Linked DNA regions of Gossypium hirsutum: region 1 is linked to region 2. Evidence: chromatin contacts called from public Hi-C data. All regions are on one chromosome and are shown on one strand. Each heading gives the region's core, a stretch centred on a gene start, on an enhancer-like site or on the middle of the called end of the contact. The rest is flanking DNA. Distances are from core to core; before and after follow the strand shown. Region 1 holds the start of LOC107949195 (sulfate transporter 1.3). Region 2 has its middle 5.6 kb from the start of LOC107949198.

Region 1 (7,021 bases), core at 3,922-6,421, 61 kb before region 2:
AGTAGCTCTTGAATAGTTTTTATCAGTTTGAATTTTCTAATGACGAAACAAAGTCACGCACTTATCCTTCCCCCGTTACGTTTTCTCGGACCGTATTAGGACTGTAATACCCAATTTATGCTCGGCCCATTTTGTTAAACCAAATAAAAAAGAAAAGAAAAACAAAATATTTAAGTTTAGCCCAAATGTCCATTTACACAGCCCAATTACAATTACAATTACAATTAAAAAAAACTAAAACTAAACTCGATCCTAAGCATCAGCCTGAATTCGACCCATGCCCAAAACGAATTCAGATGCAGAAACCCTAGCCTAGCCTCAACGCAAGCAAAAGTCGGAAGCCCTAATGGTTGGTGCGCCGCTCCTGCCTTCAGCACGCGTCGAGCCTCCGCGCCACGCACGCCCCAGCTAGCCTTCATACTTGCCACGTCCCCTAACACCGTACGCCGTACCTGCGAACGTAAACAAAACACAGCAGAGAGAACAAATATTTTTTTTATTTACTTTTTATATTCGGCTATAAGAGGAGATAGAAGACGATTGTAAGTTTTTTACGGATTTTTGAAATAGGAAACCAGAGAAAATTTCAGGATTTGAAAGGTGATTCAAACTTTCACTTTGTTTCTTCGTTTTCGCCTTTTAATTTTTTTTCTGCGTTTCGTGTGATTATTCGTTTGAAAAGGAATAAAGGAAAGAGATTAGAGAGCTTAAACGTACCTAGGGTGGGATCCTGGCTCTCTCCGTCGCCATCGGAGTATGGGTTAGGACCGGTGACTGCCCAAATACTCAGTACCTAGAACGGCGCTGAACCCTCCTCAATTTAGGTTTTGTTTTAGTTTCTTTTTAGGGTTTATTTTGGTTTTAAAATGCGGGATTTAAGACGTTACTGTTCAGAGCCAACATAATGGCACTGAAACGGTGTCGTTCTGAGACCCAGATCCGCGTGGTGACCCGACCCGAGGGAAGGATCCGCACATTTTTACTCGATGGTCTTATTGCACAACAAGCCCTTCCGCATTCGGTTTTCAGTCCAATCCAGTTTTTCTTCATTTTTTTATTATTACTTCAAATTTGATTTAAATTTCATCAAGATCCGTGGTGAGACGGCGTCGTTTTCGCTGAGGAGATTTGAATTTCTGGATTTATGTGGTTATTTGCTGTTTTGGTCCCCGAGTGTTGAATCGATAGTTAATTTAGTTTGATTTTGTTCTCTTCTTTTAATTTTGGTTGTAATTTTAATTTTGTTCCTTTTTGTACTTAATTTTCAAATATAATTAGATCTTATTTGGATATATTATTTTAACATTTAAGTTTGATATAATTTCTAAACTTATTATTAATACAACTTTTAAAAATACAATATATTATTTTTTAAAATTGTTATTAATATTATTTAAATTCATCATACATTAGTTTTCTTATTCATTAAACGTTTTTTAAATAAAATTTTAGTACATTAGTATTTAATCCAAATGTAAAAATTTATGTGTTGATACTTTCATATTACATTATGTATGTAACTTTAGTAAATTATCTTGAAATATATTTGTATATATGTTTTAAATCTTATATATAATTTATTTCTTGTAAAATTCCCCCTTATATACTTTACTTATTTCAATTTTTTTGTACGTATATTATCATACATATATTATTATAAAGTTATTTTTTATTTTGTATGTATCATTTGTTAAAATTAGCGTATGTATATTATTTTGAGTTCCTTTTCATGCAATACTTGTTTTAAAATTCATTTTTATATTATTATAGTATTCATTTTTAACCTTTTCGATATATTTCAATATTCATTTTTCTTTAGTTGAAAACTTATTATATTGTATTTATGTTATTTCACTTGGCCTTTCTTTTAAAATTGACTATTAATTCACTTAGTTGTTGAAGGTTGATATTTGCATAATGTATGATTGAAATTATTGTCACTATGCTTGTTCGTATTGATTGATTATTCGCGTTCATTAGTATATATTTCGAGCTTACGAGTCATTACTTCGCATTGTACATTGAAATTCCATCGCGCTTTATTCGCTTAAAAAGTTACGTTTAATATCGTTTAAGTATCAAAACCAATCTATCCAAAAAACTTTCAAAACAAAGCAAATACTAGACATTTGGAATCTTCGAAAATTGAGCTCTAACATATTGGGTTCCAATTCTCTTCGTCGAATCTAAATAATCGAGAATATGCTTTAATCAAAACACATAAATAAAAACTCATTCTCGGGAATTTGACGCGTTGTGTCCTAACGCATTGAATATGACGTATTGTTTTCTCGAGACAAGGATTTTTCTAACAAATAAAAATAAAGGCAATATTCGATATTTAGGAATATTGTGAAATCGAGCCCTAACTTACTGGGTCTTGATTTTCTGATTTAACCCAAATAATCGGATATCCTTCTCAAAATGCATGAGAAATGCATAAGTTTTAAAAGTCAATAGATAAATTTAATTTTGGGGATTTAAAATGTTACCCTCTAACTTATTGAGTGTGACGATTTATTTCTTTGAAATAAGTGAATCTCATCGTCTAATTCATTTTATTCAAAATAAAAGGATCGTATTTCAAAATCTTTTCAAAATTTCGACATTAAGACATTAAACAATCGATTCGGTGCCAATTTTGGGCATTACGAGGGTGCTAACACTTCCTCGTGCGTAACCGACTCCCGAACCTATTTTTCTCAAAATTCGTAGACCAAAAATTATTTTCAAGGTGATCCGATCACACCTTCAATAAAGGTCGGTGGCGACTCCAATTTTCATTTTTAAAGTCGACTACCAAATTTTTTTATTTTTCAAAAAAAATGGTTTCGACAAGGATGATCGTATTGTTTTCCGCTTTATCAAGAAACTCATTTATGATGAAAATGCGATGTAATTATAACCAAAACAAAAGAAAATAGGTTAGTACATTCGTGAGATAGTCACTTAAGCATATGTCCAGATCCACAAAATTAGCACAGAACTCATAAGTAATAATTTATAATTTATTTTTATAAATTAGCACAAAATTAGCACAGAACACATAAGTGACTACCTCACGAACAAATACACATAAATTTATTTTTATAATTTATAAAATGAATGTTTATATTTTCTATTATTATTTATGTGTATTTGTTTTGAATGATTTTTCTGTTAATTTTTTAAAAAAATTATAAATTTTTAATTTTGTAATGGTTGAATTGATTGAACAAAAACTGATGGTCCAATCGGTTCGACCATCAACCCGATTTTTTTAAGATTCATAAATTATTTCCATTTCTTTTCCTTTTTCCCCAGTTTCTTACTCTCACTGTCTCATTTTCATTTTTTTTTCTTTTTGAGATAAAACAATAATTAGTCCTTGAAGTTGGCAAATTTTTCTACCTTGGTCTTAGAACTTTTCTTATCCACATGAGTGTCAAAACTTTACAATTTTTTTCTAATTTGGTTTATGAATTTAGATTTCGTTTAAGGTATAATGACATGACACTTTGAGATTGTCACATTATCACTCAAATGTTCTAAAATGTTTTTTATTTTTAAATTATATATATATATATTTAATTTTTAAATGATAAAATGACACAATCTTAGAGTGCTACATAATCAAACCTTAATGGGATCTAAGTTCATGGAGCAAATTAAAAAAAAATTCAAATTCGGGAACTAATATGGCAAAAAAAAAGGGAGCAAATTTAAAAAGTTTACAAATTAAGGGATTAAATGTTAGAAATCAGAGGTTTAGGAAGTTAGAATGGCGGCTCGAGGCGTGAATATCCCTATCCTTAAAGGATATTTCGTGGATTTATATCTCCCCCAAGATTTAAGAAGAATGAAGCAATTAAATACTCAGGTAGATAGAATTTTGAAAGAACAAAGCAAGATTGAATGAGTGACTTACTCTGCAATCATACGTAGTATTTATAGGTAACCTCATGCATGCGTACCTATCCTTCTTATTTCGGCTCTAATAAGTCTATATAAACACCATTTTAATAAATGTATATAAAAGATGTGGGACTTGTGTGCCCCGCTAAGGCAAGGCTTTCAAAATTCTCTTATATGTTAATAAAATTTAATTTTAAATTACATTGAAAAAAGTAAATTAAAATTATATCTTCTTAAATAATCATTTAAACTATTTTCAATACATTTAAAAATAAATAAAATATTTTATAAATGAATTTAGAAGATATCTTAAGACGACTTGAAAGTGCATGTTGAGAGTAAAAGTACGGGCAAGAGAAAGTAATAAAGGTAGTAGATGGCATGCGCAACAAACCCAGGGGAACCCACCCTTAAAGACGTCCATATTCAAACTAGTATTGGGTTTGGCATAGGCTGTGAGGGGAAACTTCAAAAAGTCGTGTTTTTGTCATGTTTTGTAGTGTTAGACTAGGGACAGAAAATGAAGTTGTTAAAGTAGTGGCCATGCTTTCATCTCTGACTTTTCCTTTGCCCTTCCGTCATTCAACCAAAGTTTTTTATATTTAGGTGTTTTAATCCCTCACGTTCGGTTGCCTGCAAATTTGGACTCAACCTATTCATCTTTCTTACATTATGGAAAATGAAAATTATAAATTAGATTGAATTGAGACCCAATTGTGAAGTACTAAGTTTAAGGCTGGGGGAGGGGCTTTTGCCTCCTTGGTTGAAATGATTATATTGTTATTTTAATCCTCCTTAAAAAATGATAATTTATGCTTTTGGCCCTTGCTTCAAATACAGTTATATATATATCAAGGTTGGAGATAGAGATAGATAGCAATTCTGCCTTTTTGGTATACAGTCTGAAAAATGGAGACCGAAAGTGAGAAAGAGGAGTAATATTTGCTATGTAAAAATATTATAAATTTATATTTCTGGATAAAATATTATGTGTTATTTAGGTAAAACTAGATAACAGAAACCCCAAAAGATCTTATTTTTATCTCTTACGAAAAGTTAATATTTTATTTCAACTTATTATTCTATATTCCTATTTTTATGGAAAAAGGAAGAAAAGAAATGAAAAATCCGAGAAAATGGCAAGAAAGTAATGTCGGGTTCAATGAACCTGGACAATATTTGGGTTCTCTCCCGGTGATCTATGGTTTCTCCTGCCGAAGGGTTTGTTTGTTTAATTATCATATATATATATATATTTAAAGTGACAAGGCGAAATATGAGGACCATCAAGTGTGGAAAGCGAAAAGGTGAGCTTTTGAAGTGATTTTAAACGCTACCTTTTGGCATTTCCATGAAATAGAAATTCCTCTCTTTTTTTATTGCCCTTCTCTGTATGTTACTATTTATTGTCCTTTCTTTATACATTACTTTTTAGGGGAGTTTATATACAAATTCCATTTGAAGTAAGCTTTAGCTTTAGCTTTAGCCTTGTCCTTTGGAACTGGGGTGGGGCAAGGTGGGGTCTTCCACTATCAATGGCTTCTGTATTGAGAGGAGGTGAGACACACAGACTTTGCTATCTTATCCTTTATTCTGATTCTATTAGTTTGGAACTTTCATATGCTTCTTGTTAATTATATGAACCATCTGGGTTCTTTTCTGGGTTTATAAAGCAGTAATTTGTGGTCTTGGTATTGTAAATTGTGATTATAATTTCATGAAATTGGTGAGAGATTTTCTAGTTTGTTTTTGTTTCCATTTTTGCACCACAAGCCAAGAGATTTCAATTAATTATTCGTGCCCTTGGGTTCCCCTAGGAGGGATTTTCAAAATGGGACCCTTAACAATACATCAACTAAGACTTTTATACAAATAAAACTGAAAAGTCTCTTCTTAATGTATGGCTGCTTGTGATTGACTGCAACTTTTTCCATCTTTTCCCATATAACATTAACAGAAACCGCATCAAATCATTTGTTCTTTGTGCTTGTATTTTTTCCAAATGAGCTTTTCATGATAATTAATAACAGGGAAATATACATAAAAAGGCACAGAGAAAGAGGTGGCTAAAGACTTAAAATTTCTGGTTTGTGCTTTCCAAACTGCATATTTTATTCTAAGCACCACATTTTTACAAGTAATTGCTTACTTGTTGTTTATTTTGGTACCACTTGTTGTTTTCTGTTTATATAACATGTAAAAAGGATCCGGATATTGAAATTGATGCTATTCATATGATAATTTAGTGAGTGAAGATGAATGTTTAATTATTTATTTTGGTGATAGTATTTCTGTAAATTCTATTACCAGGAGACTCTTTTTTGTTTTTATTAAAATTTTACACTAGATTCATGCATTATTTATGCTTAATTCTCTCTTTTAGCTTGTAAAGTTTGACTTGGAATCCTATTAACACTTATATAAGCAAGATCATCACAAGGATTTATCCAAGTTCAACAAGATTTTGCAATCTCTAAACCATTCCTCCACTTTCTTTGCTTAGTTTAAGCATCTTCATTGTGTTCTAATGCCATGAACTATATTCAATTTCTTTGGATGGCTTGACATTTTGATATTCTGTTCTTTAATATCAATGCTCTGTTAGTCTATTTTAGGGCTAAGAAACTAAAAAAGTATACATCAGTCTGGTGTTTTTCATGGTTTGCGTGGATTCATGCATTTTGCTATTAATTCCCAGCAACATTCAGCAGTGCACTTTTTCTGATAAGACTTAATTTTCATGTACAGATTAGTGACATGGATCCCAACTCTTGTTCAAACATTGAAGCTGAAACCAAAGAGATGGATGTTAGAAGCCTGTCGGCCTCACACCAACACTCGCAGTATCTTCACAAGGTAGGGATTCCCCCTAAGCAAAACCTCTTGAGGGAATTCATTGCCAGGGTGAAAGAAACATTATTTGCCGATGATCCTTTGCGTCCCTTCAAGGATCAACCAAGGTCTCGAAAGCTTGTCCTCGGCATCGAGGCCATCTTCCCGATTTTCGAATGGGGAAGGAGTTACAACTGGAGAAAATTTAGAGGTGATCTCATTGCTGGACTCACAATCGCGAGTCTCTGCATTCCTCAGGTAGATTTTGCTATACTCCTAAAACATACATAGAGGC
Region 2 (6,913 bases), core at 1,930-4,429:
TATATATAGGTGTATAAAACTATGGAATATGAAAATAATGAAATACATATAAAAGTAAGTACATATATATGTTGAAAATAAAAGAAAGTATGTATGTACAAATTAAAGTTTAAAAATAATGAAAATATACATATGTATACAAATAAATACGTTAATTTATATACATGTTAGAAAATATATTGAAAATGTATATATATATTTATGTAAATTAAGATATACAAAAATATGTATGTACGTGCATATAAAAATATATATACTTATAAAAACAAAAGGATATGTATGTATATAAATTAATAATAATATGTATGTATATACGGATTTATAAAAAAGGGTATGTTTTAAACTATAAAGATTATATATAAATATGTATATATTTAGGAAAATGAAAATATGTATATAGATATATAGATATGTGCATAAGTTGTAAAATATATAAACTATATAAGTATATATATATGTTATAAAAACAATGTATGTATATCACAAAAATATATGCATGTATATATATGTACCGAAAATTTAAATAAAATAAATACAAACAAATAGGTAATAATAATAATAATAATAATAATAATAGGACTAAATCAAAACGGAAACGAAATCTCAGGGCTGAAATCAAAAATGAAATAGAGTAAAGGATTAAAATGTGAGGCGCGCGAAAAGGGAAGGACTGAAAAGGGAAATATTCCCTAGTCCTAGAGCGCAACGTTTCAACGCGAAGGACCATACATGGTCAAAGGACCTGATTGCAACGGAATCAAAATTTGCAGCCCAAATCTAAAAGAAATAAAGGGTCGTATTGCATCTCAACGCAAGATGGAGGGATTAAATGCGTAAATTACCCATTAGGGCAAAGCATGCGCAGATCCCCCATCAGACGGCGCCGTTTCAATCAACATAAAGCTAAGAAATTTATTGCTTTCTGCAGTTTCATTTTGCTGCAAAGAACACAAATAAAAAAATAAAAATAAAAGGGAGAATCCCTTTTCTGCTGGGGTTCTAAGGCTAGAAGCCCCGCCGTCGTAGCGCCTCCCCACCGCCCGGTGGCCGGAGCCCTGCGAGGGTGTTTCCCACCAGCGCTTTGGAGCGCGTTCAGAGACCAAGGCTCCGAAACGGGGAAACGAGGGGAAACGGAAAGCCTCTGCCCCTTCCTAAACTCGCGTCCGACGACGGCGAAGGGCCGACGGCGACGACGGCTTCAGGGGCCGATTCAGGTGAGTCTTTTCTTTTCTCTTTTTTGATTTTTTTAATTACTTTAAAATAGATTTGCAAAGAAAAAAAATAAAACAAAATAAGATAAAATAAATAAATAAAAACCAAGAAGAAATAGTAAGGATTCAACCTTTTAAAATTTCTATTCCGCTTTTTGATTTCTGATGTGGGTTTTTACAAAGAAAATCCCCCAAAATACAGTGATGAAGCCCCCTTTTTACATTTGTTTGATTCGGCTCTTATAGCCGATTACACTGCTGTTTTTCTGTTCTCTGTTGCTATTTTTTTTGCTATTGTTGATGTTTGCAGGACCTGATGAAGTCAACGGAGACGAAAAGCTTCCATTTTGGTGCAAGGCGCAGCTGGCGGTGGCAGACCTCGGGCGTGGTGCGCGCCGAAACGCACATGGAGCAGCGGCTCAAGGGCACTAGGGTTTCTATCTTACTGAAACCGATTTTAGATTTTGGGCCATTTGGGCTTTAGGGTTCATTGGGCTGAAAATTGGGTTTGTTTATTATTGTAATTGGGCTGAAAATTGGGCTGTACACAATGATTGCTAGATAATTATTATACTTTGAACAAAGTAGTTTCTTTCTGGGTTTTGGACCCATTTTTTATTTATTGAAGTGGTCCATATCTTATACTTGAGAAACCAACATTTGAGGCACGGAGCAGGTAAGTTGAAGTTGAGATGTCCATATTTTTGTTACAAATTGTTTGTTTTCTTAATAAATTTGCCAAAGAAATTGCTAAGCAAAGTTTTTTTTTTTCCCTTATGAGCTACGTTTACGCTGTCTCTCTCTAGTTGCAGATTTCTGAAGGCGTAATCACTGGCTTCTACAATAATGATAAGTTATTGTTTGGCACCCACCATTCAAAATAACTCACAGCGACTCCGTCTTCTTCACTTATGTAATCTTTCTCAAAGAAAAATAATTAATTTTTTGTATTGTCCAAAAATAAATTCAAAACTGATTTAATTATATATTTGAATATAAATATTTTATAATTAAGGTAGTCAATAGTAAATATATTATTTTTCTACTTATACTGGTACATTTGATACCCAGTCTGTTTCGATGTATCGTTTTAAATTTCTCACGTTTTATAAAAAAATATTTAATATATATATATAAATATTTACAAATATCAAATAATGATATTAAATAAATTTTAAATATAAAATATTTATCAATTATATAAAATACGCTTTAATGAATTTCACAAATACTATTCAAATAAAATCTTTACATTTACGTGTAACAATTTATTATTCAATAACCTCAAAATCAACAATAGCAGAATTATACTTTTAAATCCATTTTTTTACTGATCAATAGTCATATTTCAACTGGTATGACATAAGTTAAAGTTAATTGTTGGGATTTATTAGAATAGGATATGAACTATGCAGAAATGAAATTCACCATCTTACTTATAATATTATTTGTGATTCAATCAACTATAATAAATAATAATTAAGTTGGATGTTATGGTCAGTGATGTAAAATGTCACAAAAGTATATAAAAATGCAATTATTACTGATTTTAGTTAAGTTGTATGTTATGGTGAGTGATGTAAAATGTCACAAAGTAATATAAGAGAGCAATTATTACTAGTTTTAATGTATGAATTATGTTATTTTCTTTATATTTATATACTATTATTGGCCACCAAAAAAGAAGGAAATATCTTGATTAATGATAGAAATGCAGGTCCTACAGTGCTGCATAGATAAAGATCATTTACCATAATGGAAAGAAAAAAAGAAAGAGAAAGATGGAAGAAGAGGCAAGTGTGGGATGACAGCTAAACTTGATGTAGTAATAATTGGTGTCTCCCACTGAGATGGACAGAAACCAAAAGCAAACAAACTGATGATGCATTGATGTCTGCATAAAAGGTTAAACTGTCAAATCTTTCTTCCATGGATTCCACTCAAAGTTGATACTTGAGCTCCATTTGTGAGGTTGATGAAAACTGAAAACAAATTTTAAAATATAAAAAGGTTGGTGGGTGCATACAGCAAAGTGCAAATACATCATTGGTAGCAAGAAACAATGCTCTTTTTTCTCACCATCAGTGTCAGCTTTTTCCCACCTTCATCCATTTTGTTCATTAAAACAACTTCATGGTGGTCTCGTAGCCTTGGTTTTCTTCAACTTAAATGGTGAGTGTAATTATGATTTCTTTTATTATTATATAATTCTTGAGAAAAAAAAGAAGAAGATGTTATGGATCACTTAAAAAAGTGATTATTTATAAAAGAGAATTTTAAAATTCTTTTAAACAGATAATAAATTAATTTAAGTTTAAGAATCAAGTTTTAAGCATTCCATGATGATTCCAAATTATTGTCTTGAATCTCAAGAATTAAAAATTAAAAAATTTACATTTAATTTTATTTTTATTTATGCAATTTAAAATAGGTGTTTTATCATTTACAATAATCCATTGGATTTGGGTGTCAAGCTTTAATATTATTGTATAGGAAAATGGATTGTATGAAACTGTGATTCCATGTCATCCCTATCCCTTTTCAATAGGAGTATGACAAATCAAATTTTTCTTCCCAATTTTTAGCCGTTTTAGTTGGATTAGAATTTTTTCAGGAGAGCCTGCCCTTTCTGGCATGTCTTTGTTCTTGGTTTTTGTTATAGTTGAAAGTGGAGTGGTGGCGATGCCACACTAAATTGCAGGATTTCTTGACTAGCATAGCGTTACTTTGGATTGGAAGCTACGTCTGAAATCAATGGAAGACGAATTAGCAGGGTTAACACTCAATGAAGAAGAAGATGCAATCCTACAAGTCCAATTAGAACCAAATACAGAAAGAGGAGAGGAGATCTTCAGGTTATTAGGTTGTTTTCTAACTGCTAGTATTATTCATTTTCCTGCAATGAAAAATACTATGACAAATCTTTGGCACCCAGTTAAGGGAGTTCATATACGAGATTTTGGAGAAAAAAAGATTTGGATAGGGTGTTAAAAGGGTCTCCATGGACATTCAATAACCATTTGCTAGTGTTACATAAGTTATAGTGGGGAGTAGATCCTCTCAAAATCCCATTATTCATAGCGTCTTTTTGGGTCCAGATACATGACGTCCCCATTGGCCTTTTTTCAAAAAATTTAGCAGTACAATTGGGTAACTTTGTAGGTGAATTTATTAAGTATGATGGATCGAATCTGGGAAAAGAAAACAGGAATTATATGCGGGTAAGAGTTAGGATTAATGTGCGACGACCGTTAAAAAGGAGGAAACAAATTTTGTTCTGTGGGAATTGTACCTATGTAAGGTTCAGGTATGAATAGTTGTCCCTTTTATGTTTTTACTGTGGTTGATTGGGACATAATGATTCCTTTTGTGAAGCAAAGATGGCACTAGGGGTGGAAGTAGCTGAGATGGGTTGGGATCTATCATTACGAGCTCAGTCACGGAGGGCTGCAGCAATGAATAGTGTGTGGATAAAAGAAGAAGGGGAGGGGAAACTAAAAGGAGATGGTAAAGGTATTTTTATGACTAGAAGTAATTTGTGGACTGGTAAAATAAAATGGCGGGATATGGAAAGTCTTTTGACCCAGTCTTGGGTTTCAGCTTGAAGGCCGAAAGAATTTCAGAAATCACAAGGGGAAAATTTTAATGTCAGATCAAGCGTTAATTGATAAGGAGCATGATCTGGAGGACGGTGTTTTGATTGGCGAAGAATGGAAAAAGAGGGTTAGAGAGAAGATGGAGAGTGCGATAGTTTTGGGAAATGAGAATTCTCCGGCAGGTAGGAATATGATATTGCTAGAGGTTAATAACTTTGTATCGGCGGCTACCAAGAGGCAAGCCGACCGGGCGCAATGAAATTGCTAAGCTGGAATGTTCATAGATTAGGGAGTCCACAGACAGTTCAGAGACTTTGGTATATGCTGAAGTTACAGAATCCCCAAATGGTCTTCTTCATGGAGACAAAGATATATAAAAATCAAATGGAGGTATGTTAATGGGATAAAAGTTTATCCAGAAGGTACTAGAGGAGGATTATGTTTGGCATGGAAATCTAAGGTGTGTGTTATGTTGCGACAATACTCAAAAAGGCATATTGATATGATGATTGATGACAGTGATGTAAAAGGTAAATAGAGGTTTACTGGTTTTTATGGGTCCCAATATGTACATGATAGAAATAATTCTTGGGCTGCGTTGAGAAATTTATACTCTGGAGAAAGATTTTCATGGTTTGTTTGTGGTGATTTTAATGAAATATTGTGCGGATATTAAAAGAATGGTAGAGTACCTAGAGATGAAAGAAGAATGGAGTTATTCTGCAATGTTCTAACAGATTACAGCCTAGTGGATGTGGGGTTCTCTAGGAGATGGTTTACATGGGAGAGGGGAAATTTACCTGAAACAAATATACGAGAGAGGCTTGATAGAGGCATTGCAAATAAAGAATGGATGGTTATGTTTCCTGAGGTAACTATGCAACACCTCACTCATTCTTTCTCTGATCATTGCCCCCTTTTAGTTAATACAAAAGAATGCAGCACAAGGGCTGACGGAGAAAGCTTTTAAATTTAAAGCCTGATGGACAATTGAGGAGTCGTTCGAGGAAGAGGTTAAAAACATATGGGGGACATCATCAGGTAATTTGATGCAGAAATTAGATAAGCTAAAGCACGGTTTGAGGAGTTTAAGATGTTCGGACCCAAGTTGATTAGAAGAAGCGAAAGATATTTCTCACAGATAGGGTATCAAAACTCTTAGCAGCTGAAAAAGATGATCCTAATTTGGTTGAGTTGATTGACACAAAGATTAAACTAAATATTGAAATAGATAATGATGAATGCTACTGGGAACAAAGAGCGCGCATAAACTGGCTGAAATATGGAGATAGGAACACTGCTTTCTTTCATAGTCAAGCCACGCAACGGAGATAAAAAAACTTGATTCATAAATTGCAAGACAAGGAAGGAAGATAAGCGGAGAACATCCAAGATATAGAAGGCATTGCATGATCCTATTTTCAAAATTTATTTATGACAGAAAGAAGGGAAAGTTGTGATCATTTGCTATCGAGAATTGATAGATGTATTTCTGAGGAGGATAATCAATTTCTTACAGCACTCTACACAAAGGAAGAGATTAAAGCAGTAGTGTTTGAGATGGGACCTACAAAAGCCCCAGGGGAAGATGAATTACCGGCTTTATTTTATCAAAAGTGTTGGCACATTGTTGGAGATGATGTAATCAAATTCAACTTACAAGTCCTGAAAGAGGATAAGGGTTTCAAACAGATAAACTCTACACACATTGTAATCATTCCAAAAGTTGCTAACCCTGTTAATATGAAGCAGTTCAGACCAATCAGCCTATTTAATGTGATTTATAAAATTATGGCAAAAGCTATTGCCAACAGGCTCAGAAGAGTTATTGATAAATGTATTGATGTGGCTCAGAGTGCTTTTGTACCAAGGAGGTTGATTTCGGATAATGTTCTTCTTGCCTATGAAATTTTACACACATTGAAATAGAAGAGAATGGGGCAAAAAGGCTTTATGGTTGTGAAGCTTGACATGAGTAAAGCATACGATAGAGTTGAGTGGAAATTTATAAAAGAAATGATGACTTGAATGGGCTTCACTTGTAATTGGATTGAAAGTATTATGGAATGCATAAATTTTGTTTCTTATTCGATTATAGTAAATGGA

The links. Hi-C and Micro-C count contacts between places; a contact is called where the count stands out from the background.
Region 1: a contact with region 2 is called in a Hi-C map of callus, with 5 times the contacts expected there. The contact joins the promoter of LOC107949195 here to the enhancer-like site in region 2. A contact is called at or near these places in 4 of 34 Hi-C or Micro-C datasets (callus and leaf).

The regions. Positions count from the first base shown.
Region 1 is chrD06:5,462,318-5,469,338 of Gossypium_hirsutum_v2.1, reverse strand. It overlaps LOC107949195 (sulfate transporter 1.3), which reads left to right and starts at 5,171. Exons shown (of 14, transcript XM_016883924.2): 1 at 5,171-5,451; 2 at 6,643-6,984. The coding sequence starts at 6,652.
Region 2 is chrD06:5,398,972-5,405,884 of Gossypium_hirsutum_v2.1, reverse strand. No RefSeq gene overlaps it. Among protein-coding and RNA genes, the nearest start is that of LOC107949198, 5.6 kb to the right of the region's middle. Within about 2 kb of position 3,179, at least 6 of the 9 cell types and tissues checked have an H3K27ac peak or open chromatin away from gene starts, as enhancers often do.